Linked DNA regions of Ovis aries: region 1 is linked to region 2. Evidence: chromatin contacts called from public Hi-C data. All regions are on one chromosome and are shown on one strand. Each heading gives the region's core, a stretch centred on a gene start, on an enhancer-like site or on the middle of the called end of the contact. The rest is flanking DNA. Distances are from core to core; before and after follow the strand shown. Region 1 holds the start of ADAMTS16 (ADAM metallopeptidase with thrombospondin type 1 motif 16). Region 2 holds the start of ICE1 (interactor of little elongation complex ELL subunit 1).

Region 1 (5,534 bases), core at 1,915-4,414, 280 kb after region 2:
TTGAGAGGCTCACACGCATAGCTTGTCATCAGCCGCGTGGGAGCATTTGGCCCGTGGGAACCAGCACACGTGACAAACCAGAGCCTCCAAGAATCTGTTGTTAAACAGTTACCAGCATAGCACTGGGCCGGCCTGCCCTGTCTCAGGCTATGTGAATGTGTGAGTATAAACCAATATAAACTATGAATGCATGCCCACAGACACAGGTCTCTCTTGTTCAACAGAACAAAACTCTAAAAGCTTCCACCCTTGACCTGGAAGCTTAGCTTACCCTAGATTTTGAAAAGCTATTAATAACAAGCTCATGCTACATCTTTTGGGGAGTCCCTGGTGGGTCAGATGGTAAAGAATCTGCCCGCAGTGCAGGACACCTGGGTTCAATCCCTCGGCCAAGAAGATCCCATGGAGAAAGGAATGGCTGTTGTCTTTGCTCTGAAAAAGACCTGCTATTATTATGACAAAGGTTAATTTGTAGAAAAAGCATTCAAGTCTCCTCTGAAGGAGAAGCAATGCTGAATCAGCCAAAATGAAAGGAGTGCACCGAATGCCTGAAAATAGAACTGATCTCCATGAACTTATCTACTGTTGCTCACAGAATATATGGAGTTCTCTAACTGCATAATTACTCCAGACACCCAGCAACATTGTCTATAGAGGTTAAAATATGTGTTAAACAAGCCTTTTGGCCAAAAGAGTTACTTCACAGCCAGCTGTGGGTTTTGAAAGAAAAGAAAGTGTTAATCACTCAGTCATGCCGGACTCTTTGCGAAGCCATGGACTGTAGCCTGTCACGCTCCTCCATCCATGGGATTCTCCAGGTAGATACTGGAGTGGGTTGCCATTCCGTTCTCCAGGGCATCTTTCCGACCCAGGGATCAAACCCGGGTCTCCTGCATTGCAGGCGGATTCGTTACGATCTGAGCCTCCAGGTTTTGAAGGCATCCCCAGACATCTAGCAGTCAGCTAACCCCAGCATCACACAAAGTCAAAAGAGGCCACTGCTGAGGACAAGCAGTCTTTCTCTGATCCTGTGGGAGCTTTCCACTGAAACTCACTCTCTCAAGTTAGCCATCTGTAACTGTGGACCTGAAACACCTCCACAGCGGGAGACGAGGGGGCGGCGTGTCCCCTGGGCTACAACCTCACTGACGATGGCACCCACCTTCCCCGTGAAGTTCTAACCAAGCCAGCCAACTGGTTCTTTCGGGAACTCTGCGGTTTGTGACCCCAGCTGAGGAGTTAGGTGATCAGAGCCACATGCCCGCCAGGCTGGAGTCCAGTTCACAGGACGCTCCTCCGGGGAGAAGGGCACACTTGGGCAAGATGTCTTGGGTTCTCCTCCTGGAGGTGATTCTCTATCTCTAAAGCTCTTACCTCCCAGAAAACCCCATAAATGTTAGGAAACACTGAAAATTCTTCTGAGGCCTTCAGGAGTTCTCATGATTCTAGAAAGCTAGAATTTTCAAAAAATCTTACTTTTTAAGTGGGGAAAGACAATTAACTACAGTATAAGTCATTACATACTAGAATGAAACGTAAGAGAAACACTGAAGACAAGGGCAAGCCCAAAAAGGTGAGCTTGAAATAACTCTTTGGCAAATACAGGGAAAACGTTTTCTATTCTTTACCTCTAGCGCCCTCTGGTGGATTCGGAAGAGGTCCTACGTTCCCGCATTTCATTTATCACTTCCCAGGCTCTTACAGGAGGAATCTCAATAATTGACGCATATAATTCAATGATTGCCTTGAGGAGTATTGTTAAGAAGCTACATTCAGTTGTTCTGAATTATTAACTCATTTTTTGAGGTTTACTGAAAAAATATGATGGGGTAATCAAACCTGATTCTTCCTCTATAAGTCACTAACAACATTTGAGATGGCAATTTCTTCTTGGAATCGATGCAAAGTATTCGTATTTAGCAACTGCCAATGGACTGGGTTCAGATGAAAAGCCAGCTAGCAACTGAAATTAAACGCCTGCTTTCTCAGCTACCCTAAAGCAGGTCAGGACAGGGAGGTCTCTCCCCCTGACACATGGAATAATAAATGCCGCTTGTGAGGAGAGAAAATATAACCACACACTGCACAAAGTTCTGACCTGCTTTTCTGTCACAGCAAGGCACTGGACTTGGACATTGCTCTTATGAAGTCACAAGACACTGATTACCCATTCCGCCAGCTCTCCAGGAGCATCCCTTTCGATGCCAAGGTAGCTACAGAGCAAAACAGCTGTCTTTTTGTCTTCTGCTCTGGCTTCCCAGGGGGCTCAGTGGTAAAGAATCCACCTGCCCATGCCGGAGACCTGAGCTTCATCCCTGGGTCGGGAAGATCCCCTGGAGAAGGCAATGGCAACCCACTCCAGTATTCTTGCCTGGAGAATCCCATGGACAGAGGAGCCTGGCGGGCTACAGTCCACCAGGGGCAAAGAGTCGGACACGACTGAGCAGGCAGGCAGGCAGGGTATATGTCCAGTAGAGGGACTACTGGGTCCCATGGTGGTTCTAGTTCCTAGTTTCCTGGCAGTGAAGGGTGTTCGCCGTAAAAGGCCGGAAAGGGACAGGTGAAGGAGGGGACGAGGGGATGAAAGGCGCTATAAGCTTTGCAATCGCTTTGGTGTCTGCGTTAATATAACTCCTAGGTTATTTCTCTCTTCTATTTCATCCAAATACATTCCATTGCTTTCTTCCCTAATGCTTATGGTAATAACGCTGGTAAATCGCATCTGTTTTACTGGGAAATGATATAAATATTGCTGAAAGTTGACTCAGCGGTGCTCGCTGGCGAAGCGCCGCAGCGTCTTATAGGGAATTCCCTGAGTTAGGAACCTTCACAGCGTTTTGTAAACCAGCTTTGAAGTTTACAAGCTGCTCCCCGGAAAAGGTTCGAACCACCCCTCCCGCCCCGCGCGGACTTACCGCCCTCTTCCCCCGAGCCCGGCCACTCCGCGGGGCCAGGAGGACGCCGGACGCTCGGGCTCCCCGGCGAGGCCGCTGCGGGTCCCACGGCGCAAGCAGGTGCCTGCGGGAAAACAGCGTCGAGACCTCGGTGAGACCCGGCTGCGCGAGGGGGGCTCCAGGGAACGCCGCCCCCGCCGTCGGGACCCACCTGCGCACCCACCTGCGCCAGCAGCAGCACCCAGAGCGCCGCGCGGCCGAGGACCCGCATGGCCCGGCCGCCTAGCGCGCCCCGCGCCCGTCGCCCGCGCTGCGCCGCCGCGGGGAGAACGCACGGCTCCATCCAGGGGCGCTCGGAGGGGCCCGGGGCCGCGGGAGGCTCCCCAGTCCGGCAGCCCTGCGAAGCGGGCACCGAGGACCAGCCCGGCCGGCGCGCAGCACGGTGTCCCGCGGCGGATGCGCCGCCCGCGCCGGGGTTATTACTGCGGCTCCGCGCCGCGCGGGGGGCGGAGTGGCGGCCGCGGGGGCGGCGGGGGCGGCGGGGGCGGCGGCGGAGCGCCCGCCCGCACCGTGGGAGAGACGGGGAGGGCAGGCGAGGGGAGGGGACGGGGAGAGGCAGGAGAGAGGGCGGCGGGGTGGGGCGCGAGCAGAGGAGGACCCGGGAGAAGCCGCGCGCTCCCGGGCTCGCAGTCGGCGCGCCTGGCCGGCCGTCCCGTGGGCACGCGGGTGGCCGGGCCGCGGGGACCCGGGGCGGGGGCGGTGAGCCGCTTGGGGCCGCCCGCCCCGAGCGCTCCGGCCCGCAGTCCGCGACTGGACAAGGCTCGCACCGCGCGGCGCGGCGCCCCGGCGCTCCCGGGTCCCCACTCCCGAGAGCCAGGCTTGCGCATCCAGAGGCCGACACCTGCCGCCCGCCGGCATGCGGCGGGACTGCGCCCGCTGGTCCTGCCCTTTCGCCCGGGGGAGGCGGGGTGTGAAACAGGAGTGCCCAGACCTTCTGGCAGATGCGCGCGTCGGAGAGCAGAGGACGCAACGGGCATCGCCCGCCAGCTCGGGAGGCGCTGAGGGTGGGGGAAGCTCCGGCCTCCGTCCCATCGGCCCTGGGACGTGTGGGCGCTCCGGGCTCCAGCGGTCCTGGCCGCCGCGGCCTGGCCTTGCTCTGAGCGCGCCTGTCCCAGCGCCGCTGGGGCCCTAGTGCAGCCGATAGGGGAGGCTTTGGCTTCGCGGGTGGGTGCGGGCCCGGGCCAGTTCCTGCGCCGCTGTGCCAGTCGCGCTAGGAGGCTGAGGACGCGCGGCCACCCGCCCGCCTACCAGCCCAGCCCGGGTTCTGCACCTGTTGATGGCCCTGTGTGTGAGCGCTCGTGCGTGCGTTTGAACGTGAGCGCACGCGGACCCGCGCTAGGTGTACGTGAATGTGTATTAGTGGCGGTCTCTGTGTCCTCCCCCCGCGTCCACCGCCGTGCCTGTGTTCGCGCTGGCGGCTGAGCGCACCGGATTCTCCAGCGTGTGTCCTGCCTGTGGCCACTCCGTTCCACTCACTGCTCCTTGGCCTGCTAGACCCCTTACCTCCTGGAGGTCTCCGGAGTCTGGGCTCCGGCTTCGTGGTCCCAGTGCCCCGCACATTCAGTTAAGCCCGTCTTGGCCGGTTTTTGCACATTTTGGAGAGGAAGTTGAGGAAGTTGGTGGCAGTGGTCTCTGGACCCCCTTCGCCTGGCTCGCCCTGAGCCCGTGGGTGCCTCTGATTTCTGGCAGCTCGGCCGTGCAGGCTTGCTGGGCAGACACGGAGCACCCTCAGGCTGTGAAGGGCAGACTCCGTCTTCATCTCTCGCTCTCTTTCTCATATTTATTTATTTGGAAACTCTGCAGAAGTGGGAGAAATTTTACAAAAAGTGCATTGGGAAGTGGGCTTAAGCCCCTCCCCACCCCCTCCCCCACGAAGTTCCTAACTGGTGTCTGCCCCCCGGGTGTGCCCATAGCCGGTCTGCCAGGGGCTCACTGGAGGCTGGCCAAGGTTCTGCAGGAGGCAGAGCGTCCCTTTGTCCTGAGGACTGGGCATTGCATGCTTGGTAAACGGAGGATATCTAGTTATCGCTAATTGCGTGGAAGGTAACTTGCAAGGGCATCAGGTTTTCCAAGGCTAGCGACCATCACAGCTGCACACCCACGGCTCTCTTTCTGCAAGTTCATCGGATGGAATGAAAGAAGAATGGTAGGTAAAAAGGGTCCACTTTTGGAATTCTTTTATTCCCCTTTTGGAATACAACCAAAATCAATCTTTCCATCGTTAAGAAGCTATATCCTCTACAATGATGAAGGTTTTCCAGGTTTTTTAGCCCCTCATTGAATCTGGTGCTCATCCTAGATGACATAGATGAAGGGTCCACTGCAGCCTGGGGCGAGGTTGGGGGTTGAGATGAAGGAAGTGGATGGGCTAGGTACAGGAGGGACACAGGAGACGGTGGAGCCCGTTTGTGACTTATAATAAGATACGTGTGTTTGGTCTCCTCCAATTCCTGGCACAGAGCGCTCCGAATTTGGAATTTCCTGAGTACTGAGAGAAAGAAAAGTAGCTTTTATTATGTTAATGTGCTGGCTTTGCACCCAATGGGAGACCAGTTGCCCAGGGACCTACTCCTGTAGGTG
Region 2 (6,206 bases), core at 2,223-4,722:
CTGAGACCACAGCACCTAACTATTTATGATCCTGCCGCTTTCGGAAAAGGCCTGCAGACTCCTGTACTTAGAGACCTCACAGGACGACCCCTACGGCTGCTGGCTGGCTTGAGAACCAACAGAAGAATGTGGCGCAGCAGGAAGGAGGGAGGTGCCCAGGAGGTGGCTGCAACAGCCTCTGGGCCAGAGATCACAGAGGTTCACACGAGGGGGTAAGCAGTGGGGACAGGGAGGAACAGGTGGACCAGGAGAAGACGACAGTAAGCTGATGGGCTGGACGCAGGGTGTGAGAGAAAAGCAAGGAACCAAGGGGGACATCGAGTTTCTGGCCAAGCCACCAGGAGGACGCAGTTCCTACTCTGAACGAAGACCAGGTCTTTGAAGGAGATTCGGACCCATGACTGGACACTGTTATTTACACTCGTTGTTCTACAGAAAAACCTGTGACTCACTGTCCTTTCAGAAGAGCCAACATCCTTACAACAGACTCGAAGGGCATCCCCCGTCAGCCTCTCCTCTAACTTCATCAAATTCCGTAGGTCACTGTGCCCCCCACCAAATTCATACACTGACGTATAATCAGCTACAGGACAGGCACAGCAGGGTGGTCCTCCGCTGGGTGAACAGGTCAGAACGGCACAGCCTTCGGGGATGGGATCTGTGGTCTCATGAAGGAGGCCCTAGAGCTGCCAACTGAGGGCGCAGCAGGAATCACGAACCAGGAGTGCCGCTCTCACCGGAGAGCAGACCCGCCAGCCCCTGGATCCTGGGCTTGCCGGCCGCCGAGACTGTGAGGAGTGAATCCCTGTCGCTTATGAGTCACCCGGCCAGGACGGCCCCAAACCCACCAAGACCCCAGCGCGCGCTCCACCCCAGCTGCCGTGCCTCCACGTCTTCCCAAGCACACGAGCGACTGGCCACCACAGCAACCTCTCGGCCGTCTGGGGTGCTCCTCTCCAAAGACGTCTCCAGAGCTCATCCTCACCCTCCCTGCCCAAAGACAACCTCCCCGAAGCCTCCAGGACTCCCTACGTAAATTCTACCAGACACTGGCCCTTTCCTCAGCCTTTTATTCCTCTCCCTTTCTCGGCTCAATTTATTTCCAGCACATTTATTACCTTCTCACATAACTTGTTGACCATCTCCTCCCCCCACCTCCTAACACAGAGGCTCTGAGATGAAGAATACTTGCCTTTTCACCCACTGCTGTAACTGCACTTCCTAAAACACAGCAGGGGATCAAAAAACATTTGCTGAGTGAATAAACAGCCCAGAGAATAAATACAACTTACAAACGATTCAAGAGAATTTCCCTCATGGACATGGGTTTTGAGGGGAAAACAAAAGCACATTATGAATGCCTCCATGAGACATCTCAGCTCAGACAGTGACTTTCCCATTTGTTCCCCCTCTATTTCAGAGTGCCAGGGCAGGACTTTCTTCTCTCCCACCCTGCTCCCAGCCCTTAAAATGTTTGGGATCAGCTCATAGATGATGCTGTTAGAAAAACAAAGCCCCAAACCCTCAGCTCCTCTGATGGCCTCGGGGCCTACCCTCCCTCCTCCCTTCACAGAGCTCTGCCTCTGCCCCAGCCGGAGCTCCTCCGGTTCCTCAGATGCCTCGCTCCTTTTCACCCCCAAACCCGATCACCTGTCAAACCTTCTACCTAGGAAGCTCCTCCACACCTATCCAGTCTGCTTCTCACCATTCACGTGTCCGAATGTCACCAGCTCAAGAGCAACCTGCCCTCCCGGCAGCCCCCAGCGGAGAAAACACCACCACTCCAACGCCTCCCTTATTTTCCTAACACTTCAAGCCTTCTGAAGTCTCACGTTCACACACACAGCACATCTGCAAGATGCTCTGGTCACCATTGCGTTATTCACCACTATGTCCCTGGTGCCCAGAACACCGGGTACAATAGGAGTAACTCAATTACACATCAGTACCACGCTGGACTACAACCAGAGGCTCTGCCAGCTCAGATGGTAAAAACTCCACCTGCCAAATGGGGGAGCCGCAAATTCGACCCCTGGGTTGGGAAGACCCCCTGGAGAAGGAACTGGCAACCCCCGCCAGCATATTCCTGCCTGGAAAAAAAAAAAATCCCATGGACAGAGAGAGGAGCCTGGAGGGCTACACATACAGCCCATGGGTCACAAAGAGCTGGACGCGACTGCGCACACAGGCACAGACGGAGCACAGCGCTACTTTACCACCGAAAAACACTGATGACAGAAGCAAAAAGAGAGACTCCTGACATCAGATGGCTGCGAGAAGTCCAGCTGGGGAGGGGCACTCCTCAGGGCCTGAGGCCGACGCTGGCAGCGGCTCCTCTTCTGCCGGGGGCGCGCACACTCCATGCTACACTTCAGAGACCTGCAGCGTCCACGTGCCTTCGGGGGACGAATGACCCTCCTGGCCAACCCGCAGGCCACATGAGCACCCGCCCCCACCACCCCCACAAGCAAGAAATACGGAAGGACTGGCCAGCACAGTAAAAAAACCACCACCTTCTCCTGGGAGAGATTAGCTTTCCTCGGCATTCTGACCACCACTCCTCTCCCTCGGAGTCAGCCTTGGGGGAAACACCGGGATTGGAGAAGGGAACCCCGGGGGGCCCCCCACCCCTCCACCAGTGCTGCACCTAGGAAATGAATCCCAGATTCCAAGCCTGAAGAACGCAGCGAAAAGTCACTAAAACATGTTCAACTCTTGCAAGCCCATGGACTGTAGCCTGCCAGGCTCCTATGTCCATGGGATTCTCCAGGCCAGAATACTGTAATGGGTAGCCTTTCCCTTCTCCAGGGGATCTTCCCGACCCAGGGATCGAACCCTGGTCTCCCGCATTGCGGGCGGATTCTTTACCAGCTGAGCCACCAGCGCAGTCCAAGAATACTGGAGTGGGTAGCCTTTCCCTCCTCCAGGGGATCTTCCCGACCCAGGAATCGAACCAGGGTCTCTCCCTGCATTGCAGGCGGATTCTTCACCAGCTGAGCCACCAGAGAAGCCCTAGCCTTTCCCAAAACGGGGAGGGGGAGGGGGGCTTCCGCCCGAGGCCCACCCCCACCCCCGCCCCGCGCCCCGCACGGCCCGGCCCAGCCCCTCCGCGCCCTCGGCCTGAGGGGCAGACGCCTCACCTGCTGCAGAGAGGCGCAGCCCTGACAGCGCGAGAGGTCCGCCGCCGTCCCCGGCGCCGCCGAATGGGTCTCGCCCGGCATCATGGTGCCGCCGCCGGGCCCGCAGAGCCCGCGCGCCTCAGGGGCCGGCGGCCTCGGCCCCGTCCTGCCTCTGCTGACGCCGCCGGGGCCGCCTGGCCCTCCCGGGCCGCTTCCCGCCGGGTCCGGGCGGGTCCATCCGTGCACCGAGGTCCCCGTGGAGCCGGGCGAACGGCTCTCCGAGCCAGAGCCACCTCAGGCGCTGCAGACAGAAACGGTACACCCGGCGCGGCCCCCCGAGCGTGCGACGCCTCCGAGCCAGGACCCCGCCCCGCCCCGGCTCGCCCCGCCCCCACGCCGCGGCGCGGGGCTGCCCGCCGCGCCGCCTGAGGGAAAACGGGGCGCGGGACTGCGCCGCGGCGGCGGGGACACACGCCCCGAGGAAACAGCGCGGGGCGGAGAGGCGTCGGACGGGCCCCCTCTTCCGCCGTGTAGCGTTTAGTCTTCCTTTGCCGGCTTGCTGTGTAGACGGCTTTCGATAGACACCTAAAACCTTCGCCGAGGGGGAGGTGACCTGAGGTGACGTCACTGCAGGCGCCTCCCGGCGCTGAAGGACCCCGCACGCTGACGGGCCGGTGCGCAAGTTTTAACTGGAGCGGCGCGCTCCGTCAGAGTGCGACCGGGCCCAGGCGGAGACCCGAGGACTACGTCTCCCGGCGGCCCCCGCGCGCCGGGCGGACCCCGAGCAGTTCTTCCTGCCGCCGCGGGCGCCCCTGAGGGGGCGGTTCGCCTAGTTAGACGTTGTCGTCGTCGCCGCTGACCAGTCCTTCTTCCCAGACGTCTCTCTTCTCACAGCTCCCCCGCCTTCCGTGTCCACTTGCCGTCCGGCCCCGCGCTCCTCGGCCTCTTCCTCACCCCCACCCCCACTCCGGAAGCCCTGCCAAGCACAGCGCTTGGCCGAATCCTGGGCAGTGGCCGGCTGCTAACAAATGTTATTAAAATATCTTGCAAAGGGAAAAAGAAAATCTTCACTTTACAGCAATTCCCGGATACACCCAAGTCCTCATCCTCTTGTTTGAATCGAAGTTTCCCCCGATATCCGCTGCCACCAGAATCTTTTGGATGATCCCAGCTTGTTGCCATCGGTTACCTTGCTCGGAAGCCTCAGACGTCGCTTCTCGACGTCTGGTTAGGAAGTCCGAATTCTTAGCGTCCCATACAAGAACTGCATGCATTAAGGAGACGTCCCAGGCCCTATCAGCTCCTTAAATCTTCGGATGGAAATTGCAACTGAAAACAGCACCCACCCCCCCCCCCCCACCCCCCGCCACTTCCAAGAAAGCAGTCTGTGTTCCTCTCCAAACGCCGGCATCCCTGTCCTTGCTTGTACACGCTCTGCGGTTGAAGCTGGCTGTGAAGTGGAGGGACCAGGTGTCCAGCAGTCGCTTAGATCACCTGCCCTTGGCACTGAAGACACGTCTGTACTCGTCCGAGGGGCTAATGTGGGATGTGCAGAAGACAGGAGTAGGGTTAAAGTGAAAGGAGAAGCGAGAAAGGGGAGAGGAGCCCCTGTGGTCCTGATGACTTTACATGTTCCATGTCTGCCTTCCAACCTCGGACAAACAGGTCTTAACAGTAGCTTCCCTCCCCAAATGTTTCCCCCCACCCCCCTCCCCACCCCACCCCTCCCCGGCCCAGGGTATCTTAGCCAAGGAGGCACCAGCTTATGCTCCAGCGTTGGCTCGCTCTGCACTGTCCACCCGCCTACACGACATCCCTACCCTTGCAGGAACTGGGAACTCGCTGCTGCCTTCCTGTCCCCTGCACCTGCCTGGAACGCCCTTCCTGCCAGCGTGGCATTCTGTAACCCTCCTGTCCTGCCAGGCCGCACGTTTTACCTCCACGACCACAGTGTGTATGTCCTTTTTTGTCTGCTTGTGGTTTCCTTACTATGTCATATCCTAACTTCTTTGTGACCCCATGGACTATAGCCCACCAGGCTCCTCTGTCCACGGGGTTTCCCAGGCAAGAACACTGGAGTGGGTTGTTGTTTCCTTCTCCAGGGGAGCTTCCTGACCCAGGGACTGAAACTGTCTCCTGCATTGACAAGCAGATTCTTTATCGCTGAGCCATCAGGGAAGCCCCTTTTTGTTCCTTATCACTAATTTTTTTTTTATTAATACCACATTTTGACTTGGATAGTGGTGTTCTTTATGTCTTAGAGGTGAGTTTTCCTTTTAAACACTGCAAAGTGCAAAGGCAATGGCTTCCCCACTCCAGTACTCTTGCCTGGAAAATCCCATGGATGGAGGAGCCTGGTAGGCTGCAGTCCATGGGGTCGCTAAGAGTTGGACACAACTGAGCGACTTCACTTTCATTTTTCTGTTTCATGCATTGGAGAAGGAAATGGCAACCCATTCCAGTGTTCTTGCCCGGAGAGTCCCAGGGACGGTGGGCTGCCCTCTATGGGGTCACACAGAGTCGGACACGACTGACGCGACTTAGCAGGAGCTTAGCAGCAGCAAGTGCTGTACACAGTAGGTGCTCTGTGGATGGCAGAGTGAGTCAGATTTGCTGCGGCTAATTGAAAGTGAACAATAATAAGCACTTCCACTCAGAAGTGAAAGTGCATTTGTTCCATCTTCTACCTTTATCATAAGATATTCAAAGGGGGAAGAAAGACCAACGGCAGCAGTCTGTTTTGTGTAATGTACTGTGGGCAAACTTTCCATAAATGGCCACACAGTAAATATTTTAGGATTTGGGGAGCATACAGGTCTTTACTGCATATGTCATTTTCTTTGTTTGTTTTTGAGAAACCGTCTACAGATGTAAAACTCATTCTTACCTGGCAGGCTGTGCAAAAACAAGTGTAGTTGTAGTTCATAATGGAAATTGGTGTTGGCCACTGGTTAGGGAGTGCCGGAAACGACATTTTTCCTCTCCTGTAAGAATGGCCACCCCTACTGTGTCATCCTGTAGCCCCTGATGCGCAGAGCCCTCTCCTTGGAGAAGCCCCCGATGCTGGGAAAGATTGAGGGCAGGAGG

What was found. Hi-C and Micro-C count contacts between places; a contact is called where the count stands out from the background.
Region 1: a contact with region 2 is called in a Hi-C map of hypothalamus, with 5 times the contacts expected there. The contact joins the promoter of ADAMTS16 here to the promoter of ICE1 in region 2. A contact is called at or near these places in 8 of 16 Hi-C or Micro-C datasets (hypothalamus, mesenteric adipose tissue, muscle and 4 more).

Annotation. Positions count from the first base shown.
Region 1 is chr16:68,070,822-68,076,355 of ARS-UI_Ramb_v3.0, forward strand. ADAMTS16 (ADAM metallopeptidase with thrombospondin type 1 motif 16) reads right to left here and starts at 3,165. Exons shown (of 23, transcript XM_042233642.1): 1 at 3,106-3,165; 2 at 2,916-3,018. The coding sequence starts at 3,165.
Region 2 is chr16:67,790,321-67,796,526 of ARS-UI_Ramb_v3.0, forward strand. ICE1 (interactor of little elongation complex ELL subunit 1) reads right to left here and starts at 3,473. Exons shown (of 19, transcript XM_060400282.1): 1 at 3,141-3,473.